Linked DNA regions of Rattus norvegicus: region 2 is linked to region 1. Evidence: chromatin contacts called from public Hi-C data. All regions are on one chromosome and are shown on one strand. Each heading gives the region's core, a stretch centred on a gene start, on an enhancer-like site or on the middle of the called end of the contact. The rest is flanking DNA. Distances are from core to core; before and after follow the strand shown. Region 1 has its middle 17 kb from the start of Eps8l3. Region 2 holds the start of Gnai3 (G protein subunit alpha i3).

What was found. A called contact is a pair of places that touch in the nucleus more often than the background predicts.
Region 2: a contact with region 1 is called in a Hi-C map of Schwann cells, with 7 times the contacts expected there. The contact joins the promoter of Gnai3 here to the enhancer-like site in region 1. A contact is called at or near these places in 9 of 12 Hi-C or Micro-C datasets (Schwann cells, frontal cortex, hepatocytes and 5 more) and 1 of 1 datasets of contacts at active chromatin or transcription factors (oligodendrocytes).

Annotation. Positions count from the first base shown.
Region 1 is chr2:198,184,674-198,187,715 of GRCr8, reverse strand. No RefSeq gene overlaps it. Among named protein-coding and RNA genes, the nearest start is that of Eps8l3, 17 kb to the left of the region's middle. Within about 2 kb of position 1,730, at least 24 of the 93 cell types and tissues checked have an H3K27ac peak or open chromatin away from gene starts, as enhancers often do. A contact at or near this core is called in Schwann cells, where this site is marked.
Region 2 is chr2:198,467,439-198,470,138 of GRCr8, reverse strand. Gnai3 (G protein subunit alpha i3) reads left to right here and starts at 1,265. Exons shown (of 9, transcript NM_013106.2): 1 at 1,265-1,465. The coding sequence starts at 1,348. It overlaps LOC134485670 (a long non-coding RNA gene), which reads right to left and starts at 1,110. Exons shown (of 3, transcript XR_010063915.1): 1 at 970-1,110; 2 at 446-561.

The DNA of each region.
Region 1 (3,042 bases), core at 481-2,980:
CATGGAGGCCCAGAGAAGCCTTTTCACGAAGCTGTGATGGAGAAGCCTGGATTTCGTTGGAGACCCCAAGATGTTGGGATGTCAGAGCTGTGGGATACCTGCCCAGGAAAGATGCTAACAGGCCGTGAAACTAGCCTTTGCCAGAGAAGTGTGTTGCAGTCAATAAAGCTGAAAGGAAATGGAGGTCTGAAGAGCACTTTGACGTCAGACATGGAGAGGCAGAGTTGCCCAGCTGGCTTCAGCCTTGCCTTGGTCCAGTGTTTCCTCACTGAGCTCCCCTCCACCCTTTGCGAATGGTGTTTTGCATTCTGTGCAGTTGTACTTATTCTGCTCTAGCTTCGAATCTATCAAAGATTACAGCTAAGAGACTGCCATGAGGCTCAGAAGAGACTCTGGGCTTTTAAACAGTACTGACTCTGTTACAGACTTTTGAAGTTGGACTAAGTGCATTTTTGTGTTGTGACAGGGCTACAAGCCTATGGGAGGCCAGGGAGTGGAATGTGGTGGTTTGAATAGGAATGACCTATTGTTGGAGGAAGTGTGTCACTGTGGGTGGGCTTTGGGCTTCTAAATGCTTGAGTCAGGCCCAGTCTCTCTCTCTCTCCCGCTCCCTCCCTCCCTCCCTCTCTCCCTCCCTCCCTCTCTCCCTCCCTCCCTCCTTCCCTCCCTCCCTCCCTCCCTCTGCCTGCTGCTTGCAGATCTGGATGTAGAACTTTCAGCTCCTCTCCAACACCATGCCACATGCTTCCCGACACAAGGACAGTGAACTAAACCTCTGAACTGTAAACCAGCCCCAATCAAATGCTTTCTTTTATAAAAATTGCTATGGTTAGAGCCTCTCCACAGCAATAGAACTTTGACTAAGACATCTGCTTAAAAAAATATTTTAAAAGCTGGGCCGTGGTGGCACATGACTTAAAGCTCAGTACTGGGGAGGCAGAGGCAGGTGGATCTTTGTGAGTTTGAGGCTAGCCTGGTCTACAGAGCTAGTTCCAGGACAGCCAGGGCTACACAAAGAAACCTTGTCTCAAATGTATGTATAGGGAAGGCTACATGTCTGGGGATTTACCACTGACTCTTCCTGTCAGCCAGGAATAATTCTTGTAAGGTCAAGAGATCTAGGCATGATCAGAAACCTACCCTACAGCCACGCCACCTCTCTTGGAAGGATTCTAGCAGGCTGCACAATGAGGCCACTCAGGGCCAGTCGGGGGTGAGGCTAGAATATGGGAACGGTCCTTTCACAGCTAGACTGGGTCCTCCACGAATGTGCTCAAACCCTGAGCCTGTCCATACACACTCCAATGCGAGACTCGCCTTTGATATAGCTGAGATGAAGGCTGGAGAAGAGGCAAAACCTGAACCAGTCTTGAATATGGAAAGACCAAGCTCAGTGTTGGCAGAGAGCCAGCGCATGCAGGCTGGGGTCAGGCTTCGTGCATCAGCATGTGAAGGAGGAGTGATTGCTTGGAAAGGGACATTGGAGCTAGATCCCATTTTTCCAGGCCAGAGAGTTTAAACTCCATCCAAAAGGTCAAAATGAGAGCCTATGACAGTGTGCTGGGGTTGGGTGGGTTAATTTACAGAAAGTTCTGTCACCAGAGAAATGGTAGTTTCCAGTAATGGCCAGCAGAGGGCAGCTCTAACTCACATTTCCTTAGCCCCAAACCTGTTCAACATAAATCTAAGATCCTGGCCTGGCTCTTTAGAGAGGGAAGAAAAGCACCAGTTGGCAAAGGAAAAACGGGCCAGCTGTGCGCAGCTGGAGGAGAGGGATACTGGCCATTTATGGCCAGTTGAAGCGAGGTCAGGTGATATACCCCACATAGCCTACTTCCTTCCTAGCTGTACAGGCCTTTGGTATCCTTAGCCACTCTTTCCCTGTAAGGAAAATTACAGAATCCAATTGGTGTCTGAGTTTAGCTTCTGGGGGTTGCCAGTCTCTTTGGAATCAAACCAAACAGAAGAATTCATGTGGCTGAGGAGAAAGAAATGCAGGGCCTTTGATCTTTCCTTCCCTAAGAAGGTCGGGGGAATTGTCAGGATGAGGGGAAGGTGTTCTATCCTTGGGCATCTCACAGGTGCTTAGCCAGCCAGTTCTGTGCTAGGGGCCAAGAGGCAGAATGCCAGGTAAGTACCCCACCTTCCCAGACCCCCCAGTTCACACTGAACACCGTTTGACCCAGCTGATAGGGACGGAAGGTGATGTAGACGCAGGAGAAAGGACTGTTCCTCCTCTGGGCAGGGAGCTAGAGGTTTTGATGGAGGATCTGACATAGGAGGGAGGCACTGGAACGTGGATAGGGTTTTATCGGCTGAAGAGGGAAGAACAACCCTGACAGGACCCGCGTGAGCAGAAGCACCAGGCTGACTCTGCCTGCAGAGAACACTGATGATCTTGTCAATGAATATGGTTAGAGGTGCCTTTAAATAACCTTTGGGTGAACTTTGGGCCTCTGGCCAGTGTTAGTTCTCATCTTCAAACCACCTTGTGCTGTCACCGTCTCCACAGATGACAAGTCGGAAAATTAAAGCGACAGTCCTAGTAAGTAGCCCGGGAGCCTCGTAAGATGATGTTCCTGTTCCGGCTCATGTGACCCCACGGTGCACCTACTAGTTAGGGGGTATATGTGATGTGCATGGAGAACAAAGACATAGGTCTTTCTGTCCTGAGAGGGGTCTCCATTTTTGGCTTTTTCCTCTCTGCTGGAGCTATAAGATCTTCTGGCTAGAAACCCATCCTCAAAGAGCCGCTCATACGTGTATTTCTTTTTTCACACTTTTCCTTTACCTTTTTCAGAGGATTTCCTGTGTGAACTGTGCCCTTGTGGGCCAGAGTTTGGGTCCCCCGACTCCACCCCAGGCAATGTCAGTGGAGGAATGTATTCCATCCGATTGGCCTTGTAGGCAAGTCTGTAGGGCATTTTGTTAGCTAATGTTTTAATATTTGATGTGGGAGGAGAGCCCATCCCACCATGGGCAGCGGTATCCCCTAGGCAGGTGGTCCTGAGCTGTATGAGAAGCGAGCTGAGCAAGCCATGA
Region 2 (2,700 bases), core at 16-2,515, 280 kb before region 1:
AGATGAGACATGGAAGCGCCTATCTGGTACTCAATAAATGTTGTTTTCCCTTTCCGTTTGACCCCCCCCCCCAGTACTAATCAGAAAGGAAGAGCAGACTATTTCTTTTTAATGGTCATTTGGAAATGAGTGGGAGACTTATTAGACTTGGAATTGATAAGCATTGTGGGTGACCTGGACAAGGTTAATCTAATTAAATGGTTCTAATTAATTAATTTTTCACTATAGAGACCTTTCTGTTAGGAATTTGTATTTTAAGTTTACCTCCTACTAGAGAAATGTTTTTAAATTCCGGGGGAAAGTTTCAACAGCTGCAAAAAGTGCTCCTTCCTAAAATGGGTGGTGAGAGTCATTGTGGGGTTTTTGACAGTAAAGGTACTTCTGGATATTCTCACAGGGTTATGATTCACAAATATTCAGGAGATAGTAGAGAGGCGACTTTTACCAAACTTCCTCTTTTCTGTGGATATCACATAGGATCTCTTGTTAGATTAAAGAAGGATGCGCTGGTTTATTTCTTCTGGGTATGGAACTAAGTCCCCAATGTAGAGCCACCGGTTTCTATGGGAGAAAGGGAAGCATGGAAATGTTATAAATGAACTACAGCTATTTTCATGTCCTAATAATTACTATTTTAACGTTCTATTACTTGCTAGCAATCAAGTGATCCTTTGCCAACATAGTGCCAGGCAAACGTACAGGTTACAGAAATTCATAAGCAGTAGCAGAAGGACCAAAGATATACTTGGCATAATGGGCATAGCCTGAGGAATGGATGAAAACCCAGGCTGGGCAACTCAAAGATCAGACTGAGGGAACTTTGGCTGAAGTGTCCAACATACGGCTTTGGGCAGAGACCCCGGCTCCACAATCACAGATGAAAAGGAAAGGGTTTTGTTTTGTTTTTTTCCTAATGGAGAGGGAGATTACCCAGAGGGCTGTGAGTTCGTTTGGGAATCTGATCCTCACCGCTAAACTTCCATTGTGTCCTCAAGAGCACAACATGTGCTGGAAGTTCCCCTTTTTCTACACTTGGAATCTAAGTCCAGGAGCCCAAGAAGTAACAGGGTATTAAAGCTGGGAGGTGCGGTTCACAGGAACAACCAGGTTCTCAGGAACTTCCGCTTTCCGTACCTCCCCCGCCTCCCACTGCCACAGCGCTCTAAGTTGTAACGGCCGCTGGGCGTCGCCGGAAGTGTCGTAAACAGCAGCTATCCGGTTCTTCCGGGCGCTAGGGGAGCTGACGGAGAAGGCCACCGCCCAGCAGAAGACGCGTCTCAGCCGGTGTGTCGCGGTTCCCGCGGTGTGTGAGTGAGCCAGGGCCCGGTCCCCTCTCCGGCCGCCGTCATGGGCTGCACGTTGAGCGCCGAGGACAAGGCGGCGGTGGAGCGGAGTAAGATGATCGACCGCAACTTGCGGGAGGACGGAGAGAAAGCGGCCAAAGAAGTGAAGCTGCTGCTGCTCGGTGAGGGGCTGGGGGCGGAGCTGGAGTGCTGGGGCCGGAGAGCCGGGCCTGGGAGCAGCTTGAGCTGATAGGGGTCTGGCCAGGCCGGCGGAAAGGACCCCAAAGGGACAGGGAGGGACTCGACATGGGGCGGGTGCTGGGCTTGGTGATTGAGGCCCCGGAAGGCGTGGGGATTTCAGGTTGGAGAGGGTGTAACCCAGCTTGGATGGTGTTTAGCAGAGTTGGGGAGTTTGGAGCCCTGAGACTATGTTGGGAATCCAGGAAAGGCTCCTAAAGGGAGGGACCGATATTGAGGAGGTTTCACATTGAACTAGAACGTGTTGAAGAAGATAGTGTATGGCGTCTGGTGGATCTATCTAGGGTTTGCGTGAGTTTGATACTTGATGTCAGGATAAAGCTGGAAGGATTGAATGATTAAATAGTAAAGCTAGGACAGAGAGGCCACATAAAGAACCTGCTCGCAAGTCTTTTTTGTACTGTTAGTAAGTGGATTGTCCAGGAACGCCCAGGAGGCGGGTGAAATAAATGACAGGTTCTTAGATGTAAAAGAAAAGAACTTGGGTGCAGAGGCCGCCTATACTTTTTCAACTTTTCTTATCTTTGTTTAATTCTCTTGAAGTTCTGTAACTCCTGTTTTTATTAAAGGGATAGGGATGTGTAAGCTGGGAAAATTGAAAGAATGCCGTTTTGAGGTTTGATAGAAGACAGTGAATAACAGTGGGACCATGTGTATCGGGAATAGTATAGGATAACATATGGACTGGGCTATTTTTATTGTAAAGATTGTAATCGTGATACATTTGGGAGGAGGTGATTTTTAGTGGGTTTTTCCCCACTAAAAAGTAAAAGTATTGGCTTTCAGACTACAAACAGCGTGTTGCCTTACACCTTATATCTAGTCAAACGTGTTTTAGTCAGAATAATTTAGGTTTAAGCTTTGATAGGCCCAGTAAATCATATAAACTTCTCTGGTATTAGTTTACCAGTAAATCCAGCTGTAATCATTATTCATATATTTGAGGAATCTGTTAGATGAGAATAATTAGGAGTCACGGGTTCTGTAAGCAGCAGAACTTTTTAGATAAATGCCGTTCCAAAAGGTCGACTGTAAAGTACTGATTCACTTTGTAAAGCCCCAGAGGATGGACACAACTCCATAATCTCAGACTGACTTTGTGCTTTAAGATGGGCTGACTGCTTATTCATATATTTTGGAAGCTCTGGGCAGCAGCTTG